Regions from separate parts of the Mus musculus genome. Here regions 1, 2, 3, 5, 6 and 7 are each linked to region 4. Evidence: chromatin contacts called from public Hi-C, HiChIP or PLAC-seq and promoter capture Hi-C data. All regions are on one chromosome and are shown on one strand. Each heading gives the region's core, a stretch centred on a gene start, on an enhancer-like site or on the middle of the called end of the contact. The rest is flanking DNA. Distances are from core to core; before and after follow the strand shown. Region 1 holds the start of Nacc1 (nucleus accumbens associated 1, BEN and BTB (POZ) domain containing). Region 2 holds the start of G430095P16Rik (RIKEN cDNA G430095P16 gene). Region 3 holds the start of Adgrl1 (adhesion G protein-coupled receptor L1). Region 4 holds the start of Ccdc130 (coiled-coil domain containing 130). Region 5 overlaps Cacna1a (calcium channel, voltage-dependent, P/Q type, alpha 1A subunit). Region 6 overlaps Cacna1a (calcium channel, voltage-dependent, P/Q type, alpha 1A subunit). Region 7 holds the start of Ier2 (immediate early response 2).

Evidence for each region. Promoter capture Hi-C pulls out the DNA fragments that hold promoters and counts their contacts. A called contact is a pair of places that touch in the nucleus more often than the background predicts. HiChIP or PLAC-seq counts read pairs in DNA pulled down with a chosen protein or histone mark.
Region 1: a contact with region 4 is called in an H3K27ac HiChIP or PLAC-seq map of extraembryonic endoderm stem cells, with 7 times the contacts expected there. The contact joins the promoter of Nacc1 here to the promoter of Ccdc130 in region 4. A contact is called at or near these places in 21 of 39 promoter capture datasets (the 3T3-L1 cell line, 3T3-L1-derived adipocytes, the C10 cell line and 14 more), 2 of 484 Hi-C or Micro-C datasets (olfactory sensory neurons and stem cell-derived neural progenitor cells), 7 of 115 datasets of contacts at active chromatin or transcription factors (astrocytes, bone marrow-derived macrophages, cardiomyocytes and 4 more) and 3 of 9 other capture datasets (adipose tissue, embryonic stem cells and pancreatic islet).
Region 2: a contact with region 4 is called in a promoter capture Hi-C map of second pharyngeal arch cranial neural crest. The contact joins the promoter of G430095P16Rik here to the promoter of Ccdc130 in region 4. A contact is called at or near these places in 6 of 39 promoter capture datasets (the HPC-7 cell line, cranial neural crest, liver and 2 more) and 1 of 115 datasets of contacts at active chromatin or transcription factors (bone marrow-derived macrophages).
Region 3: a Hi-C map of forebrain shows a contact between it and region 4, with 6 times the contacts expected there. The contact joins the promoter of Adgrl1 here to the promoter of Ccdc130 in region 4. A contact is called at or near these places in 1 of 39 promoter capture datasets (pre-B cells), 1 of 15 datasets of contacts at CTCF or cohesin (large pre-B cells) and 1 of 484 Hi-C or Micro-C datasets (forebrain).
Region 5: an H3K4me3 HiChIP or PLAC-seq map of forebrain shows a contact between it and region 4, with 6 times the contacts expected there. The contact joins the enhancer-like site here to the promoter of Ccdc130 in region 4. A contact is called at or near these places in 6 of 39 promoter capture datasets (the 3T3-L1 cell line, cranial neural crest, embryonic stem cells and 3 more), 1 of 15 datasets of contacts at CTCF or cohesin (the NIH/3T3 cell line), 5 of 484 Hi-C or Micro-C datasets (the G1E-ER4 cell line, the N1E-115 cell line, cortical neurons and 1 more), 10 of 115 datasets of contacts at active chromatin or transcription factors (bone marrow-derived macrophages, craniofacial prominence, embryonic basal ganglia and 5 more) and 1 of 9 other capture datasets (pancreatic islet).
Region 6: a contact with region 4 is called in an H3K4me3 HiChIP or PLAC-seq map of forebrain, with 5 times the contacts expected there. The contact joins the enhancer-like site here to the promoter of Ccdc130 in region 4. A contact is called at or near these places in 4 of 39 promoter capture datasets (the C10 cell line, cranial neural crest, liver and 1 more), 2 of 484 Hi-C or Micro-C datasets (embryonic stem cells and forebrain), 12 of 115 datasets of contacts at active chromatin or transcription factors (the 230-238 cell line, bone marrow-derived macrophages, craniofacial prominence and 7 more) and 3 of 9 other capture datasets (adipose tissue, macrophages and pancreatic islet).
Region 7: a contact with region 4 is called in a promoter capture Hi-C map of pre-B cells, with 2.9 times the contacts expected there. The contact joins the promoter of Ier2 here to the promoter of Ccdc130 in region 4. A contact is called at or near these places in 17 of 39 promoter capture datasets (the 3T3-L1 cell line, 3T3-L1-derived adipocytes, the C10 cell line and 11 more), 1 of 484 Hi-C or Micro-C datasets (cardiomyocytes), 5 of 115 datasets of contacts at active chromatin or transcription factors (bone marrow-derived macrophages, embryonic forebrain and embryonic stem cells) and 1 of 9 other capture datasets (macrophages).

Annotation. Positions count from the first base shown.
Region 1 is chr8:84,686,539-84,689,238 of GRCm38.p6, forward strand. Nacc1 (nucleus accumbens associated 1, BEN and BTB (POZ) domain containing) reads right to left here and starts at 1,324. Exons shown (of 6, transcript NM_025788.3): 1 at 1,137-1,324. It also overlaps a transcript of Trmt1 not described here.
Region 2 is chr8:84,721,799-84,724,498 of GRCm38.p6, forward strand. It overlaps G430095P16Rik (RIKEN cDNA G430095P16 gene), which reads left to right and starts at 1,259. Exons shown (of 2, transcript NR_169084.1): 1 at 1,259-1,473. It overlaps Nfix (nuclear factor I/X), which reads right to left. Exons shown (of 11, transcript NM_001371053.1): 7 at 1,930-2,052; 8 at 1-20.
Region 3 is chr8:83,898,714-83,901,413 of GRCm38.p6, forward strand. Adgrl1 (adhesion G protein-coupled receptor L1) reads left to right here and starts at 1,385. Exons shown (of 23, transcript NM_181039.2): 1 at 1,385-2,211. Gm26721 (predicted gene, 26721) reads right to left here and starts at 1,014. Exons shown (of 4, transcript NR_166528.1): 1 at 468-1,014.
Region 4 is chr8:84,269,109-84,271,808 of GRCm38.p6, forward strand. Ccdc130 (coiled-coil domain containing 130) reads right to left here and starts at 1,294. Exons shown (of 10, transcript NM_026350.3): 1 at 1,234-1,294.
Region 5 is chr8:84,599,140-84,601,839 of GRCm38.p6, forward strand. It overlaps Cacna1a (calcium channel, voltage-dependent, P/Q type, alpha 1A subunit), which reads left to right. Exons shown (of 47, transcript NM_007578.3): 32 at 2,250-2,366; 33 at 2,617-2,682. Among named protein-coding and RNA genes, the nearest start is that of Gm32854, 12 kb to the left of the region's middle. Within about 2 kb of position 1,307, at least 73 of the 459 cell types and tissues checked have an H3K27ac peak or open chromatin away from gene starts, as enhancers often do. A contact at or near this core is called in the N1E-115 cell line, embryonic forebrain, embryonic stem cells and 1 more, where this site is marked.
Region 6 is chr8:84,633,921-84,636,620 of GRCm38.p6, forward strand. It overlaps Cacna1a (calcium channel, voltage-dependent, P/Q type, alpha 1A subunit), which reads left to right. Exons shown (of 47, transcript NM_007578.3): 44 at 1,629-1,664; 45 at 2,592-2,700. It overlaps Gm39212 (a long non-coding RNA gene), which reads right to left. Exons shown (of 3, transcript XR_003947427.1): 2 at 1-2,700. Among named protein-coding and RNA genes, the nearest start is that of Gm39212, 3.3 kb to the right of the region's middle. Within about 2 kb of position 1,306, at least 59 of the 459 cell types and tissues checked have an H3K27ac peak or open chromatin away from gene starts, as enhancers often do. A contact at or near this core is called in adipose tissue, embryonic stem cells and forebrain, where this site is marked.
Region 7 is chr8:84,661,552-84,664,251 of GRCm38.p6, forward strand. It overlaps Ier2 (immediate early response 2), which reads right to left and starts at 1,301. Exons shown (of 1, transcript NM_010499.4): 1 at 1-1,301. The coding sequence starts at 1,200. The coding sequence ends at 535.

The DNA of each region.
Region 1 (2,700 bases), core at 74-2,573, 420 kb after region 4:
TTTTATCTCCCAGGAGGAGACAGAATTCAGGCCCAGGCAGCAGGTTGGGCCTGGAAAGCTAGGGCGTATTGCAACGCTGTGAGGGCTCATCTTCTAGACTGGAGCCCCCAGGTTCCGGCGCCAGAAGGCTGAGAACGATTTCAGGACTCTAGAATAATCAGGTAATGTCTGCTGGGCTGCCTCCATAGTGGGTGGGGTAGGGCGGTGGGTTGAGTAGGGGCCATACACACCGAAAACAAGATGTTTGAACTAGGTATCCGGTGCAGCCCACGCTAACTCCCATCCAGCCGCTGGCCTGTCCTTGTTAGCAGTTGGCCAAGGTGTCAGAGAAGAGGCGTGGGAAAGAGGAACCCCCCCCCCCCGGTTCTGACCCTAAGCAAACATACGGAGATGTGTGTGTGTGGGGGGGGCAGATCCCTTAGCTCACACCAGGTTTTCCTAACCTGCTCCCCACATCCTAAACCATAGGCCCTGGGCCGCCTGCAAACTCCCAACACGCCCAGCCTTACCTGATGCCCTCCCGTCGGAGTTTACCCGCACATCTCTAGTCTCTGACCTCGTGCGACCCCCTGCAAATATCTTAGGGCTCTCTCCAATCCGCCCCCACTCGAGCAAGCTCCGCCCACCCCCCCCCAAGTCTAACTTCCCGGGCTTTTCCTCACCTCCCCCCAAGGCCTGTAACCTGACCCGCCCACCCCCTTCCCCAGCGCCCTCTACCTGCAAGCTCCGGCCCTCCCGCACCCCTCCAGGCCTTTTCCCTCGGGCGGCGCAGCCCTCCGCCCTCCCACCCCCCGCCAGCCCGAGGCCTCCCCTCCCCCCTCCAGCCTCGCCTGCCGGCTCCACGCGATTACCCCCTCCGGCCCTGAGACTTCAAGGATCCCGCGACCCGCGCCTCCCCCGAGCGGCCTTCAAGCCCTGCGGGCCGGGCCCGCGGGCTGGACGCTGTAGGCCGCCAGCTGAGATTCGGCCATCTCACTCTTGCCCTCCCGCCGCTGTCAGCGCCGCGGGCTCGGCTTCTGGTTCGCAGCAGGGCGCCCGGAGGCCTCGCCTCTCGGCCCTCCGCCGGAACCTCTGATGTCCTCGGGCCGCCCCGGGCGGGAGGAGGCCGGAATTGGGCCTGGGGCGGGCCATCTCACCTGCGCTGTGGCCGCGCTCCGGGGCCTCCCGGCGGGCTCCGCAGCGGCAGCTGGGGCCGGGCCTGGGCCCGGGGCGCGCCTCCCTGCGCCTCGGCCTCGGCCTCCGCCTCTGCGGCCTCCGCGGCCTCCGCCTCAGCAGCAGTGGTAGCCGCGGCGGCCATTCATTGTGGGCCAGGCCGCCCCAGCCGAGCGCCGAGGAAGCGCACGGCGCTGCCGGCAGGGAGGAAAACTGCCTCGGCCCCGCCCCTTAGGCAAGCTTAGCCGCGCTTCGAGCGCTTCGGTTCTCACCAGCTCCTCTTTCCTCCCGGGTCTCGGTTCTGTAGACGGGCTAAGTTGAGTGACTGCGGGACAGGTTGCTCTGTATCTTGGAGCTTCAGTTTCTTGTAAAATGAGAACAACTGTTGTTCCAGGAACAGTTTAGGCTCTTTGTGGAAATGAGGTTTCATGGAGCTGAGCTGAGTAAACTATCAAGATCACAGGAAAGTGAATACGAAGATTTAAACTTAGGTTCAAGAGGTTAATAAAGTGAAAACTCAGGATGCTTATGCGATGTGAAGTTCTGTTAGCATTTTGCACTAACTCAGATAATTATACGTCTTATAACTAATGTTAGAGAGGCCTGACTACTTTTTGGATGGGTAGCAGAGTCAAGAACAGAAGAGTGCGGACTGGATTAAGAGTGTCTACTGGCCGGGCAATGGTGGCACACACCTTTAATCCCAGCACTTGGAAGGCAGAGGCAGGATTTCTGAGTTCGAGGCCAGCCTGGTCTACAGAGTGAGTTCCAGGACAGCCAGGGCTACACAGAGAAACCCTGTCTCAAAAAAATTAAGAGTGTGTACTGCTCTTGTTGAATAGAGTTCAGTTCCCAGCAGTCATGTCAGATGGCTACAGTTCTAGAAACTATCACCTTTTTGCTCTTTGAGGACTTACACACAACTGCACACATACACAAAAATAACAAAAAAATAAAATTTTGAAACAAAATAAGTACCGTTGGGCCTGGTAGAAATGCCTGAAATCTCACCATATGAGAGACTGAGGCAGGAAACTCTAATCTGCCCTGGGCTATATAACTCCAGGACAACCTGGATTAAGAGTGCCCTCTACCCCCAATTAACAGATAACATATAGCAAGGCAAGCTAAGATAACTCTCACATCCCGGATCTCCATATTTTCCTGATGCATACATTAGGCCAACACTCAGTCTGAGTGGCTCCTTTGCACACTTCCCAGGCATTCGGTTATTTAATCTTTGCCCTTGACAGCTAAGATTCCTATTTAACAGGTAAGGGAAATAGGAGCCTTACATTTTAATTAACTTGCCCAGAGTACGTGGTGGGACTGAGATTCAAAGACAGTGAATACTATTCTAGAGCCTGAGTTAACCTACAAGGTGCACACAGAAGACATCTAAAGGTGCAGAGTGCCTCCGCTTTTTGCCCTGAATTAAACTAGTGAAACTCCCTTGTAGAAGAGTTGTATTATTAAGAATCACTGGTGTAGTGTAGCCTGCGCACTTCCTTCCCTAGAAGAGTCTTGACCCTGGTCGCCCACTGTAGG
Region 2 (2,700 bases), core at 9-2,508, 450 kb after region 4:
TGCCGTGGCCCGGGGGCTCCCTGTGTGCACACAGGCAGGGGAGAGAAAGGGTGTGAGAACAGCCACGTGGAAAAGCAAGACACAACGGCTGGCAAAAGGGCTGAGGGTCCTGAGGAAGAGGCAGGATGGGGCAGAAGCACTGTGTCAGGCACAAAACGCCTCAGTCATCTAAGTTAAAAAAAAAATCAATGCAATAAAATAAAATAAACTGGCAGGCTAGTACCTGAGGGCCAGCTGCTTGCTTTTATAAATACTGTTTGCCGGGAGCTGGCGTGGGGGTTAGCTGAGGCAGGTGAACAGCCAGCTACCAGCGCAGGGTTGGGTTGGCCTATTTAAAATTGTTAGGATGTTGCTTTTCTGGTTGGTTTGTTGCTATCTTGTAGCCGGGGCTGAACTTGATGACCTTAAATTCTGGACCCTCGCAGGCACGTGCTGGGCACTTTCTTGTTGTTTGTTTTCGGATGGTTGATTTTCTTTTGTCTTTGCAGTACTGGGGTGTGCTTTCTGCCACCACGCCTCAGTCCCAGCAAACTGTTACAATGTTACTTGCTTCTCATAAGGTTTTGCTCTTGTTTGGTTTTTGAGACAGTCATAGGGCCTCCAATTCTTGATCCTCCTGCCTCAGCCTCCTGTGTGCTGGGATTTCAGGTGTTAGACTCACCCTATGCTTTGCAACTGTTTTTACTGTTTAGAAACAACACACTAATATGTTACTTATTGCCGGTTGAGTTTTTTTAGTATCCTTGACATTTTCCTTCTTTTACCCTTGGCAAACACCTCACTTGCCCCGTCCTAGGTGTGAGCCTGCCTGAAAGGACCGACACCAGATTACCACAGCCCCGTGGTCTCTGGACAAGCAGACCCTGCCTGTGCAGGATCGGCACCCGGCACACACACAACTCCAAATGTGTAAGTGGATGCTTAGGCCCCCCTCATGTGTTGGCCCTGCCGCTGTGAACTCACAGTTCCTACCCCTGTACAGGCCTCAGCTCTTCCTCAAGTTCTCCCCCTTCCTGTCTGTTTCCAATCAGCTCACTCTTGCTCTCAGTTTCATTAGGGGGCTGAGGAAACTTGGCTTCTCTCTGGAGTTCATAAAAATGGAGCGCAGCAGGGTGGAGCCTGCCTCCCTCCTGCCGCCTGCACAAGGCCTGGGCTCCCTGCCCCCACCTTGTGGCCACCACACCCTGCCCCAGTGCTGGCTGCCTCTGGGCTCTAAGCCAGGAGGCCCCAAGGAGGAAGCCGGGAGGTAAACCTCCCTGTCGCGTCCTACAGAAGAGAAGAGAGGCATGGCAGATACAGGGCCATGTGCAAACAAAAGCCAGGCCTTTGCTGCCAGATGGGTGCTGAGGCGGAAGCAGCACGTGCAGGAGGGCCAGGTTCCCGGGTATCCTGCCTGGCCCCACCCTCAGGAAGATCCAGCATCTTCTCAGGGCCTGAAGATGCCCTCAGAGCAGCAAGACAGTCCTTTTCATGGTGAGCCTTGTCCTTCTGGCCCAGCCCTTCACTTCTGGGAAAAGCAGGGAGGCCCAGATTTGGTGCCGGTTTGCTCTAGGACAGACACCAGGAACCTGGACTGCTGAGCAGTACTCTTTCTAATCCACAGGAGAGCAACTTGGCTCAACTACTTGCTGGTGGGGGAGGGGGAGGCTGCATGCAGCTCCCAGTGAGCATGTGCAGACCATGCACCCAACACAGACTTAACACAGCCAGAGTTAGCATGTGGGAGGGATTCTAGGAACCGAGTGGGCAGCCTGGTTCTCAGAGTTACACTGCCCATCCCATGCCACCCCACTGCTGTGCCACGACCCACTTGGGGAGCCCAGATCTATAACTTAGATTGATCCCTGGCCCCCTGTTGCTCCTGGCCAGCTGCCCCTTGCTGTGGCTGCCTCCCGCAGTGTCCCCTTAAGCCCCGCCCCCATCTCTCACCTGGTCTGACTCCAGCAAGCACAGGCAGCGGGTGGTGGGTGAAAGCCATGCGTGGGGAACTGCCCTGAGAGGAGAGGGCGCTGCAGAAGTCCAGCTTTCCTGACTTCTTTAGAGAAGCAGGGCCTGGGGGGAGGAAGCAGCAACACGCAGGTTTAGCTGGCTGGGGTAGGAAGCCAGCTAAGCAGCCCGCTCCTTCTCTTCTCAGCACCCAGCAGCCCTTCCTCCACCTCGGGCCCTGCTCTGCTCCTCCTGGGGCCTGACCTCAGGGGTGCAATCTGGCTACAGTTGCTTCTGCAGAGAGGAAAATGAGGCCCCTGGTAACATGTGGGAGGATATGCTGGGCAAGGGTGGCTGGCAGAGGAAAGCATCCTGCTCCTGACGGTCGATAAAGGAATTAAAATGGGTACAAGGCTGGCATCTAGGAAGGGATGCACGAGGAGCCCACAGATGCCTGCTGGAGAGCCATGAAAGGAGCCAGAGCGCCAAGGGTGGGACGCACAGGCTGGGGGCTGTGACAAGACACCCTGGCCTGAAGAAACCAGCACTCTCTTTCTGGAGAAAAGGAAAAGGGAAAGCATGGTTAGAAGCCCTCCAAAGCAGCAAAAGGAGAACAAAGGCAGGAGCCAGAGCTGGGAGCACCCTGGGAACAACTAGAGGCAAGGACTGCCCTGGCCATAGGGCTCAGAGAGTGGGGCTCTTCTCTGCCCTGTTGCCAAAGGCAAGGGCGGTATTAGCCAGAGACGGGTACAAAAAGACCCCCATCTGGGCTTT
Region 3 (2,700 bases), core at 135-2,634, 370 kb before region 4:
TGGATTCCGCTCCCCTGAACCCACACCCCAACCCCCGCACTGAGTTGTCTATATTGCTTAAGTGCCTGGTTTTGGCCCCGGGTTCAGCTTTATAGCCTCCCCCCACCAAAAAAAAAAAAAAAAACCAAAAAAACAAATAAACTATAAGTCTAGGCAGTGGTAGCTTTGGCTCCAGATATTTGGGCCAGGTCGACCCCCTTTCCCATCTAGAGAAGCAATCCTAGGCTTCATCTGTAGCTGGGGGGCTGAACCCAGCCTCTGGCTTCACTCACTAAGTCCAAAGCCTAGGAATCTAAGTCCGATCCGCTGCCCTACTTCTCCGAGTCCATCACCTGCAGTGTAGTTCTTACGTTGTGGAAATCTGCACCGGGCTTTTGCTCTCGCCATCAACCTAAAATTCAATTTTTTTTTTCTTCCCTACCCACCCCCTCCAAAACCAGACGCTTGAGGCGTTTATAGATACTAACCTCTCCTCCGCTCCTGCAGCCTGGTCAGCTCCAGGACCCTGTCCGGTTGCCAAGGCTCTCTCTTCTGTTTGGGGGAGGGGGGCTGTTCTCATCCCATCCTACCTACGCTCCAGTCCTGGCTTTGCGTCCCTCCCTCGTTTTTTTTTTTAATTAATTTATTTATTTATTTTTTTATTGTAGGTCTGGTCTCCCAGGGTAGCGGGATCCACACCACATCCCCTTCCTGTCGCATCACCCAGGATCCAGATACTGCTTTTACCTGCCGGCTCTGTTGCAGCCAGCGCGCGGGATCCTTCCATACCTCAGTCCAGCCCTCATTTTGTCCCTCCCCACCCCACGTCGCTGTTAGGAAGATGGGGGACAGCCTACGCTCTTGTCAGTCACTAAGCAGCACTCCCTCCGGCCCTCCTGCAATCCCGGGTGGGAGACGCTCTGGTCCAGGTCTTTTTTGTTGCCACCGCACAGGCCTGACGCATTACTCCATCTCCCTTGGAAGAATCCGGACCGAAATTTGCGTGCCTCGAGTGCATCTGGCCCTGTCGCAGCTACCTCCCCTCCCACTCCTACCCCCCCACACCGCGCCCCTCCCGTCCCTACCCTCTCTGCCAAATCCGGACCAGGTTTTGCGCAGTCCTTGCACAGCTCTCCATTTACCCCTCACCGGCTAGGCGCCTTTCTGCACAGCACGGCTGCAGAGTCCGTTCCGTTTTTTCTTGCCGCCCGTCGCACCCCACCCCCCCCCAGCCCAACTAGGGGGATCTAGCGCGTCGCCTCCCTCTGCCCACTTTTCCTTGGGGGAGGCGAGTGGAACTCCAGGCCAGGTTTCCGGGCCCTTCCTCGGGGCGCACGGGAGGGCTGCGGAGACTAGTCCCCGGCGGGTAGTCCAGGCCAGGTTTTGCGCTTGTCCGCCGCCCCCCTCCCGGAGCCGGCGGGCCCGGCAGCGCCGAGAGCAGGCGGCTTGTCATTGCTGGTGCCCCGCGCCCGCTCGCTCCGCGAGTCCTGCGGTGCCCACGGGCCCAGCCCCGCGCCCCCTGCTCCGGCCACCCCGGGGGCGCAACGCCGCCGCGCCTGCTTCCAGCTGTGTAGCTCCGGCCCCCTGCGGGCAGCGCGAGCGGTCGGCGCGGGAGCAGTCGGCGCTGCGACGCCCCCGCCCCGCCGTCTGCCGGAGACGCCCCGGCGGATGGGGCCGCGCGGGCCCAGGAGCGGCGCCGCCGGGCGGCGGGGGCCTGCGCGGCCGCCCGGGCAGCCGCGTTAACCCTTCGCCCGCTGCCGTCCGGGGGCGCTGGGAAGTCGCCTGGGCACACACGTGCCGCCTCCGTCGGGGCCGCGGAGCTGCGGGGGAGATGCGGGCAGCCGGCGCCGCCTCGGGGGGCTCCGCCTCGCCCCAGCCCCCCGAGCTCTGACGCCGCCCCCGCCCCTCCGCCTCCACGCCTCGCTCCCCGGGAGGGGCGCAGACCCGCGCGCCCGGGGCCGGGGCCGCCTCCGGAGCGCCGCGATCCGCCTTTTCTTTCCTTTTTTTTTTTTTTTTTATACTCCCCCCCCCCACCCCTTCCCTTTTAAATTTTGGTCGGTGGCGGCGGTGCTGGGCCGGAGGAAAGAAGGGACACGGAGTCCTCCCTCGCTCAGCCACCCCCTCCCCGCTTCCCCCTGGGCCGGGCTCCGGGAGATGTGCCGGGCGGGGGGCCCGGCTTCGCGGAGCCGCCGGAGGAGCGCGCACGGCCGACCCCGAAGCGCCGCTGGACAGGTGAGTGTGCGGGAGCCTCAGGCCACGCCGCACCTGGGCCAGGTGTGCGCGGCGGGAGGGGCGGGGAGCACCCTACCCCCGCCCGCCGGGGGCTTGGTGAGGGTGCGGATGGGCGGCCGCAGGGTGCCCTGCAGGGGGAGGGGACCGCTAGTGTGCCCGCGCGTGGCTGCGTGTGCCCGCGCGCGCGCCGGCCTTTGTGGGGAAGCGGCGCGGCGGTGCCTGCGTGTCCCCGGTGCGTGTGCGCGCGGGTGCTTGGCGCCCTGTTTGTGTAGGTGTCTGGGTGTGAGTGGAGAGGGTGCGTGTGCGCGCAGCGCGCGGGCCCGGGCTCCCCAGAGAAGCCATGTCGGGGGGCTGGCACCGCAGGATGCTGGGCCAGCCCCCCCCCCCCCCCGACATGGCTTGTTTTTCTCTGGGAGGCAGTGGCGCTAATGGTGGTTGGGGGTGGTATGGGGAGAGGTATGTCTGGGTGTCGAGTGAGTTTCAGCCCGG
Region 4 (2,700 bases), core at 44-2,543:
ACACACTGAGTTCGAGACCAGTATGGTCCACAAAGCCAAGTTCCAAGCTAGCCAGAACCAGACAGGAAGACCCTGTCTCAAAAAGCAAAATCAAAACAAACAAAAATTAAAAACAGAGGGAAATGGGAGCGGGAGTGACTCTGGGGTTTGCTATAATGAAAAAGTGTATGGGCTGGTAGTGTGGACACCCAGCTTGAAGTGCTATGTGCTTGGGGTCTGCTTTACAATGTTGAACATGTTTGTTTTGGAGACATGCCTTTCTGTGTAATCCCGGCTGGCCTAGTACTCCAGATCTTCCAGCCTCAGCTTCTGAAGTCTTAAATGGCTAATCACCACAGGTAGTATCACAGCCAGATTACACCCAGTCTGCTCAGGTGGATGCACAGGGGCTCTTCTGTGCCAAGGGTCATTCCTGACCTCAAATGCCACAGCAGACCACAGCTTGGGCATCAATCTCCTCTCTGCTGCTTCCTAGCTGCCTGACTCTGGGCCAGGGGCTACCTGGATCCCAGTTTCTCCATTTGGGGAAAAAAAAAAGTTTTCTAAAGGATTCAGCCGCTGAGACTGCCTTTGGGAGTCATGACAGGTGTTAAGTATTGAGAAGAACAGGCATGGGACAAAGAAAAGTGACAATTTCAAATTTCTCCTACTTACTAACAACTATAAAAAATATTTTTGTTATGTGTATGTGTGTGCAGAAGTGAGTTCAGGTGACCGGAAAGGGTAGAGGGTTGGATTCTCTGGAGATACAGGCAGCTGTGAGCTCTGGGAACTGAACCCTGGTCCTCTGCTAGAGAGCAGGTCAAGTTCTTAACCGCGGAGCCACCTCGCCAGCCCCTTACAAATTACATTTATTTGTTCTGCGTGTGTTGGCAGAGTGTGCAACGAAGTGAGAATGTAGATCAGAGAACAGCCTACAAGAATCGATTCTTTCAACATGCTCAGGGGTCGAACTCTCATGTTGTCAGGTTTGGCCACAAGCGCCACTACCAGCTAAGCCACCTTGCCGGCCCCCAAGCTACTGTTCCCAAGCACTATGTTTCAATTCAGGCTAGGAGGGCTCATCTTCAGCATGAAGACGCCTAGAGGTGCCATTGGCCTAAAACGGAGGCTGGGCCCTGGGAACCCGCTCGCGTCCGCAGATACAGCATCTCCCGTGCCAGGACGCAGTGGTGGGATTGAGGACCTGCCACCCCCGTTGCCGTCGCGGACCGGTCCTCACCCCGTACCTACCTGCCCTCTCCCTGACGTCACGCCTCCACCAGCCCGGAAGCACACCCGGAGCCAGGAACCCGCAGAGCGCCCGCCTCTGCGGCCCAAAAGCGCCTGCGCAAGCTGGAGCGAGGCACTTTCGTCATCTTGATTGGCTGAGGCTATTGCAGACTGACCAATTCAGGCCTGTCTAGCCGTTAGAAGCCCCGCCCACCGGGAGTGGTCCAATTGGAGATGGCTTCCTCCCGGAAGATCTACTTTGGCACCGCCCAGCCCTCCCTGGCGGTTGCGTTTTCGAAGGAGCTGATTCGTCATTTTTAAGCTTTGATTTGACTGACGTTTGAGACCGGTTTTCTTGTATCCCAGTTTGACCCTGCATCTCATTATATTGCTGAAGATGACTCTGAATTTCTGACTCGCCTTGTGATATCCAAGTAGTGGGATTACCAATACAGCCCAGGCTATTTATTTATGGATTTTAAAAAATTATGTTTATGACCAGACGTGGTGGCCAACACCTTTAATCCCAACACTCTGGAGGCAGAGGCAGGTAGTCTACATAATCAAAGGCCTGTCAGGAGTACACTGTCTCAAAAAAATACATATGTATGTGTGTGGGTGAGTGCTAGTGTGCCACGACTGAGGGAAGTAGAGTCAGAGGGATATTTGTAGGTCTCTGGGCAAGTATGTGGTGCATACATATATGCAGCCAAAACACCTGTTCAGGTAAATAAATCTTAAAAGTACAAAGCAATGCCGGACGTGGTGGCTCACGCCTTTAATCCCAGCACTTGGGAGGCAGAGGCAGGTGGATTTCTGAGTTCGAGGCCAGCCTGATCTACAAAGTGAGTTCCAGGACAGTCAGGGCTATACAGAGAAACCCTGTCTCAAAAAACAAAACAAAACAAAAACCCAAAACAAAAAGTACAAAGCAAAGCCGGGGGACGGTGGCACACGCCTTTAATCGCAGCACTAGAGAGGCAGAGGCAGGTGGATCTCTGAATCTACAGAGTGAGTTCCAGGACAGCCAGGGCTACAGAGAGAAACCCTGACTCGAAAAAAATCTGCCCCCCCACCCCCACCAAAAAAGTAGAAAGCAGAAAAAAAGAGGTTTATTCAATGGTGGCACTTTAGAAAGCGATTCGGGGAAGGGACACTCTTAAGTTCTGGTGTGAGATCATGGTTTAAAGGTACAAGGATCTCACATCTAAGCAGTCTTGGTCAAGGTGTGGTCCCGCCCACCATTGACCCACCATTGTCTGGGCTTCAGTCTCATCCTGTAAGTTGGTCTGCAAAACCTAGAACTGGGTGAAATCTCTTTCCAGAAGACTTTCTCTTCCCCCTCTGGCTGGCGCCCTTTCTTTTGCCCACCATGAGATTCCTGGGGAAATTCCCATTTCTTTGGAGTTCATTATTTTATGGTCTGATAGATTGAGAGATGTGGGGACGAGTCTCTCTAGATATCTTCATTTCTGCCAGGTCTATTAA
Region 5 (2,700 bases), core at 57-2,556, 330 kb after region 4:
TGTGTGCGTGCTCAGCAGCTGCTAGATCCCTGCTTCTGCATGTGCCAGTTTGCCCTCGGCCCCACACTGCTCCCAGGAACCCCTGCCTCTGCATGTCTGGCCGAGCCCACATGTTATGATCCACCCCATGGAAGGGATGGCTTGTTCTCCGGGGGGTTGAGGGAGAGGGTGGGGAATACTTCTTGGTTAGTGGTCCCATCCCCAGGAAAGCTTGGTGGCCAGGCAAGACCAGGCATCAGGTCAGCGGGGCACGGTGGGTGACTCTTAGCTAGGTTTGCAGGCTTATGTGAGACTTTTGGAACAGGCTCACAACAGTTGGGCCTAAGAGTGTCCTGATGTAGGAGCCCAAGGCTATTCCCCATCCCAGAAGCCCAAAGGCCAAGTCTTTTGCCCCAGAGGCCTCTTACCAGGCTCCGAAATTCTTCAATATCCAGTCACTGCCTCTCTGCTTCCAAGCCAGAGCTAGCTAGCTCATGGCAAAGACCCAGTAAAAGGATGCCTCTGGGAAGGAGGCTAAATATAGCCAAAGACAAAGCATAGTGATGACCCCCCTTTCATCCCAGCACTTGGAAGTCTGAGGCAGGAGGATCTCAAATTCAAGACCAGACTGAACCATAGCATGACCCCCTTGCAATAAAAAAATAATTCATTATGCAAATAGGGACACTTGAAATTCCGAAGAATGCTCTTGTCAGGGCCGCTTATCCATGCACCTCCAGTCATTAGGCCTCATTCGGTCTTGCCCTATGATGTGTCTCCAGGACTCCTACAGATCTTAAGACTGGGGCACCAGAAAGCTCCCTTCTAGCCAGAGACCCCATTCCCTCCTGCCTCCTGCCTGCTGGTCGTAACCATGTGGTCCCCAGGCAGAAAACTCACAATGCTCTGTGGGCCAATCACCAGAGAGCCCGGGAAACTGGAGAGCATATAGCCAGACTCCAGGGGACAGCTACGAGAGGCCTGGGGGAGCCAAAAATCCAGATCGGTGGGCAACGTCCAAATTTAAAATTAGCAACTTTGTATTTAAAAACAAAACCACTTAGGCCCAACAAATTACTTTCATTGGCTATATTGGGTCATTTGCCACCCATCACCAACCTCCGCTGATGCCCCCCTGGAGAGTCCTGGGCCTTGCCCACAGTTTCCAGCCACTGTCTCTCTTCACTAACAGCCTGGGAGGGAGGCCAGAGGCAGTGACTAGACCTGGGTTTGGAGGACAGGCAGGGCCCACCTAGGGAAGTCCAGGGGCCAAGAATAGCCTCATCTCCCCACCCGCAGCAGCGGCCCCTTGGTAGGCCCTGGGCTGATCAGAGCTCACTCGCCCTGGGAGCTGAGACCTTCCTGCTTCCCGCAGGCCTGGTCCCGAGACACCACCCAGCCCCAGAAGCTGAGAAGCCATCCCTGAGAGGGGGGAAAAGGGCCCCTAATGCATCTTCTCCGACTCAGCGGGCAGCGAGGACTCACCCTGCAGCCGAACAGCCCCAGCTCCCTCCCGTCCTCCCCATTCCCGCTCGCCAAGGGGGTAAGAAAAGATGCCCTTCCGCTTCTCCCCATTGGCTCCAGCCGCTGCTCCTCTGGGCCGTGGGGTGAGGTCAGGGCGGGCAGGAGCGGGTGGGCAGCTCGGCAGGGCAGGGCAGGGCAGGGTGCCCGGTGAGTCCCAGGACAGATGCATTTCTGGCCCCGAGCGTAACATGCCCTCGGAACCGCACTTGCCCCCTAGGCCTGCGTGTGCTGGTGCCCTTCCCCCACCCCGCCCGTGTCTGTGCTTTGTACTCTTGTGCTGGGTTCTGCAACTTGACCCGCTTGTGTCCTATCGTCTCAGTGCATTTGGTTGTTGGGAGAAATAAAAACCATCTCGATTTTTTTCCTGATTGGATGATTCGGATGTATTTTCTTTTCTGTGCTCTTTTGTTATTTCCTCCTGGACCCTGTTCCTTTCTTTTCCTCCCCCTTCCCACACCTTTTCCCCACTTGTGAGTGGGCCTGGCTGGGTGGGCTTAAGCTTTTGAGTTGATATCTCTTCCCTCCCCTAACCCCCTCCTCTCCCTCACTCCTTTTTTATTTATTTATTTTTTGAGTTCCCCTCTGCTCCATTGCATTAACGGTGCTTTCTCTCCTCTCCCTCCTCATTTGGGGTGTGGCTTGCTTTTTTCCTATTGGTTGGCTTCATGTAGGGGCCTCTGTGAGTGTTGAATACTCTAAGCTCCTCAGGGTGGGTGGAAGGTCACCTTTCTTCCTCATCTCCTCAGAATAACTTCATCAACCTGAGCTTTCTCCGCCTCTTCCGTGCTGCCAGACTCATCAAACTCCTCCGCCAGGGTTACACCATCCGCATTCTCCTCTGGACTTTCGTGCAGTCCTTCAAGGTGAGACACAGCCGCCGCTACTGCTGCCGGCCCGTCCCGGGCCAGAACAGACCTCCTAGCTCCGGGTAAAATGGGGAAACCACACTGAAAGTGCTTCTGTAATCGTCTGATGTCTACACCCAGCGTCTACAGAGCTCTGAAGGCCCTGTCCCGAAGCCCTGTAGCCTGGGGCACGTGATCACCTGACCCAGTTCAGAAGGCTCTGGGCAAGTCGCGTGGCGCCCTTTCTCACTGCCTTCCTTCCCTCCAGGCCCTACCTTATGTCTGTCTGCTGATCGCCATGCTCTTCTTCATCTACGCCATCATCGGGATGCAGGTGACCCCGCACCCGTGG
Region 6 (2,700 bases), core at 56-2,555, 360 kb after region 4:
TAACCGCTCTCTGACAAAAGCCAGAGAGAGATGGAGCACCTTGAGGCACATGGTAGTCAGTGCCAAATGGCTTCTGTCTGCCCTATTTGAGAGCACAAAGGGGCGGAGTGGGCTCGGAAGGGGTGGGTCCAGCTCTGGTGAGAGATGCCTTTGGGAATGCCTGCTTCAGCAGCATGAGGCGTCTCACACACCCAGGAGGCTGAGGAAAGAGGAATTCCAGGGCAGCTTAGGCTATAGACCTGGATCACCTCTCAAACAAGCAACACGACTTACATCTATAATCCTGCCACTTGGAAAGTGGAAACAGGAAGATTGGGAGTTCACAGTCAGACACTGCTCTATAGCTAGTTCGAGGCCAGCCTCTCACTGTGTGAGATCCTGACTCAAAACAAAACTAAAGAATCCTGACTAGTAGCTAGAGAAGTGGCTCACTGGGTAAGAGCATGCGCTGCTCTTGCAGAAGACCTGACTGAATTCCAGCACATGCCGGTTCACAGCCTCCTGTAACCAGAGCTCCAGGGACCCAGTGCCCTCTCCTCGCCTTCTCAAGCACCTACACACAGGTGCACAAACTCACACACATGTACACAAATAATAAACTAATTAAAAAAAAAAAAGAAAACTAGAATCCTAACTCCACAGCTGGAGAGTGGAGCTCATGGTATCCCCCTGCTTAGCATGGGCGGACCTGGTGCACTTCACACACATACCACTTACATGCAATACATACATACATGCACATGCATCCGTGTGTTCCCAGTGTTAACAGGCATGTCCGTGTGCACGCACATGGCCTGCTGCCTTCAGGAATAGAGCATGTCTGAAGAATCACAAAGCAGAGTCTGGGTGTTCCTGGGATGGCTGTCACATGTCTGGGAGGGTTGGGGGGTTGGGTGTGTACATGGTATGTGTGTCTCAGTGTGGCTGCTTCTCTTAGCTACTCCAGCCCCTTATAGGGAAGGCAAGATCCCCATGGGGACAGAGAAACAAGCATGCCTGGCTACTGCGCAATCGCAATGCAATCGGGAATGGGGATAAAGCCCAGGCTGCTACTGAGGACAAGAAGAAAGGGCAGGAGGAGGGGGGCAGCGGGAGGGGGCAGGCATGTCTGGCTGGGGCAGCTTGCCCTGCATTATGTAGCAGATTCGCTGTGTCTGGCTGGGTCATCATGGCCCAAGGGCCTGGCCTCTGGCTGTTGTGACCTTGGGGTGCATGTAGCTGCCCCATCCCTTCTGTCAGGCCTGGCCTGCTGGTCCCAAAACAGAGATGAGCCAAGCTGGGCTGAAGGCCACCTGGAAGCTTTGAGCTGAAGCTGGGGCGAGGCGGGGGAGGGGTGCTGGGCCGCAGTGCATCGCATGAAATGGGCCAGGAGCCTGTGGCCTTGCTGTCCCATCTGTCAGTCTCGTGTCTCTGCCATCTGTCTGTCTCCTGTCTCTTCTGTGCCTGTTGTGGGGGACAGCCAGCGGGGTCCTGGAGCACCCCCTCATCCGACACCACTGACACCGAGTTTTAACCTCTCTACCCTCCACCTCCTGCATGGACCACCCACTCACCATCCTTTCTGCCTTTTATATTTATTTCCTTCTTTCTGTTTTTTCTGTGTGCGCCATCCTGTGGGGCTGGGACAGAGGAGAAGGGGCCGGCCACGTGGAAATGACCTCAGTGTATGTACCGCGCCCGGCCAGCTCGGCTCCAGCCCCTCTCCCTCCCTGCCCTGTCTGTGACAGCTCCCACCATCTCCCACTACCCTCCACCCTACCCTTTCGTTCCAGATCCCACCCTAGCCCCACCTTGTGTGTTGGAGGAGCCCCTTCCTTGTGTGTTGTGTCCTGTGTGTGCAAGGGGCCACACGGCACCCCACATCGTCTTCAGAGCCTCCAAGAGGCCGACCTGCCCACCCTGCCCATTTCTTGCGGGTCTGTTCCTCCAGTTCAACCAGTGACCACTGGCCTACTGCCTCAGGTCCCTTAGCTCCTGCCTTGGGCTGGGTCCTGCACATCAGAGTTGGAGCAGGCCTGGTCCAGTTGGCCCTGTCTTCCTTCTTCTGCCTGCTACAGAGAGACCTGAAGACTGTCCATGGCAGAGCAAGAGCAAGGATTCTGGGACAGTAAATGCAGACTCAGAATGGTCTCCAGCACCTCCACTGCTAGGGCAGGCCAAGCTGGGCCTGAGGGATAGGGACCAGAGGTGGGGATGGGCGTGAGGGGCAAGAGAGTTGGGCCAAGGAGAAGCAGGGCTCCCAGGTCTGCACTCTGCAAACTGAGTATGCTTCTTGTCAGTCAGCCAGCCTGAACACCAGGGCCTCCTGGAGAGCAGGGCGAGGGGTTAGCCAGGGCCTTCTGGCCAAAGTCCAGCACATACCCTAAGAAGCCACAACATTCCTGTCACTGGACTCAAGTATCCGTAGGGCTCCACCCCTGCAGCCAGCAAGCCAGACACTCAAACCCACCACTGCACCTCTGGACATAATCCCTGGATGCTCACACACTCTGATTCTGTCACCAGTCAGCCAGGTGGGCTGCAGGGCTGGAAGGAGCAGGCCATGAAAATGCTGGCCATTAACTCTGCCCACGCCTGTGCCCCTCCCCCAGACCATCTCTGATACCAGCCCCATGAAGCGCTCAGCCTCTGTGCTGGGACCCAAAGCCCGGCGACTGGATGACTACTCACTAGAGCGGGTACCGCCTGAGGAGAACCAAC
Region 7 (2,700 bases), core at 51-2,550, 390 kb after region 4:
GACCAGTCCCGGGGTCTCCAGCCACTTCAACTCTGATCGCAGATTTGATTGGTTCAGTTCAGGCTCACCCACAGCAGCCTGTGGGGGCGAGGTGACTCAAGTCACTTCCCAGTCCCTAGGGCGGGTCCACACCCTGGCCTCCTCCCAGGCCCCACACCCACGCAAGGCAACAGGAAGCACCCGCGTCTGTCCCATGACGCAACTCTGACCGCTTGCACAAGCGTGCCCACTTGTAGGGGCCGAAACGCGAATGGTAGTGAAACGGCCTTGAAAGGGCAGCCTGGCCCCTAGAGAGTTCGACCCTGAGATTCAAGATCTAGGTGTCCCTTCTCCAAGCCAAGGAAGGGACAGTCCTTTAATAGCACCTATGGACGCACGTCTGGGAGAAGGCGCCCGCGCCCCTCGCTCCTCAGTCCTTCCCCTGGCCTCTCGGCAGCTCGGGCCGCGGCTCTTCTTCACGGCCCCCGCCGGCCTTCGCCTCGGGTGTGCGTTCTCCGCTCCGGTGGCGCCGCTCGAAAGAAGCCACCAGAGCTCTCAGAAGGCCACCACAGCTCGCACCAGCACGTTGAGCATATTGTCGGCCGGGCGGCAGGCTGGCTTGGCCTCGCACGTGGGGGGCGTCGGCGGGGGCACGGCGGGTCCACAGTTCAGGAGACTGGAGAAGCGCCTTTGGAGGACGCGGGCGAGGTTAGGGAAGGCACCTTCGCTTTGTGCCGGAGGAAGCTGCAGGCGATCGGGAACCTCCGACGTCGCCTCCCCCTCCACCTCTTCTAGACGGGCCTTCTTGCTTGGTACCAGTCCGGCATCACTACCGTCGCTCAAATCGCTGCTGCTCCGGCGCTTGCGGCTGACTCTAGCGGGGGGCGGGTCACAGAGCGCAGGGGTCTCCTGGACTCGCAGCACTTCCTCTTGCGTATCCATGGGCTCCGGAGGCTGCACGGCTTCGGGGGACGCTACTTCCACTGCAACTTCGGCTTCCCGCGGCGGGTGCAGGCGAGGGTCAAGAGCCCTGCGGGATGGCGGGAACTCGGGCTGGTGGGCTTCTACCTTGGCTGAGAGGTAGACCTCTCGAGCGCTGCGCATAACGAGGGACAGCTGCAGACTCCGGTGGAGTCGCAAGCCACCTCGCTGCATGCGAGAGTGGTACATCTTCCATACCGACAGAGTCATGATGCGCTGCGCTTCTTTCTGTACTTCCATGCTTGTTCGACGAGAGTAGTTAAGTCGAGAATGGGTTAAGACGGGCGGTGCAGCCCAGACGACAAGCTTACAGCAGCAGGTACTCTGCTAGACGTTCGGGCGAGGGCAGCAAGCCGGAGCCTTTTAATATACTGAGAGTGACGTCACTGCAACACCACGCCCAACCAGAGGGCCTCATCCGGGCTTTCCACAGTGGCTAGCGAGTCCTTAAAGCAATAGGGATAAATTTACGCCTCGAAGGAAAAAGGACTTAACTACTGCAAGGAAGAACTTCCCCACTGCACCTTAAGACACTAGGTTCTGGGTTCTCAGAGTCACCAACGGGCCAGAGGATGAGGCCCACCAACGAGACGGATAGTGGGCGGTAATCTGACTGCAGTGGGGAAAACCCGGGACCGGGGTACATTCCCCGAGGGCACCGTTCATCTTGCCTACCAGCCTGCTAATTAATATTTTTTGAACAGTAAAAACGCTGCTACTTATTAAGCAGTTACTACACGCCAGTTACTACAGTGTTGAACTTTCTCTTTTTATTCAATGTCTCTGATCTCTCACCTCCACTCCATAGAAGATACAGTTTTCCAGGTGAGAAATAGGCAGCCACCTGACCAATATTTACTAAACGAATGATTATATGATTATACTATGGCGAAAGGATCAACTAAAGCCTGCAGCCCTTCTATCTCCACCTTTCTGGACATGGGTGGAAAGTGGGCACGGACACTGTACCCCGTAACCACAGATATCCACCACCTCACGACTGCTCTTTACTTTCAGCGTTAAAGATCTCCCAGTTTTCCGCAACCCAGTGGCATGGAAGTCCCAATGTCCATAGGGCCTGCGATCTTCCCTTGTCAATAGAGCAGTTTTCTGCCTTCATGCCCTCGTGAACGGAATTACTCCAAGAAAGACAGATATCTGGGTCGAGATGGCACAGTGGGTGGAGCCACTTGTTGCCAAGCCTAACGAACTCAGTTCGATTCCCGGTCCCACCGGTCCCACGCCGTACAAGAGAACAGACTTCTATACGATGTCTCACACACACACACACACACACACACACACACACACACACACACACACACACACACACACACACACACAGTAACAAAGAAAAGAAAAAAAGAAGTCGGTTCCACTTTGCATCACTTCCCAAGAAAAACTTGCTTCTAGTTGCAGAAGGGAGAAAAATTCAAATAACCCCTTTCATTTGCTGTGCAGGCCCTTTAAGAAACACCCCCTGCCAGCGGGCAGACTTCCCGCCACTGCAGCCGGCCGACTTCCCTGGCTAAATTTGGATGTAATGACGTAGGTTGGCGCCGCGAACCACTTCCGGATGCCCATATAAGAACAAGGGCAGCCGGTCTTAGCCCGAGGAGAGGGCTTCCGGGGCGGGGCCCCTTCCATCGGCGAGCACGCCCCTCCAATCCAGCCCTCAGGAGCCTAACTAAGTGTTGTCTCGGGTCGTTCGAGTCTGTTTGGTGCTACAGTTCTTTGGAC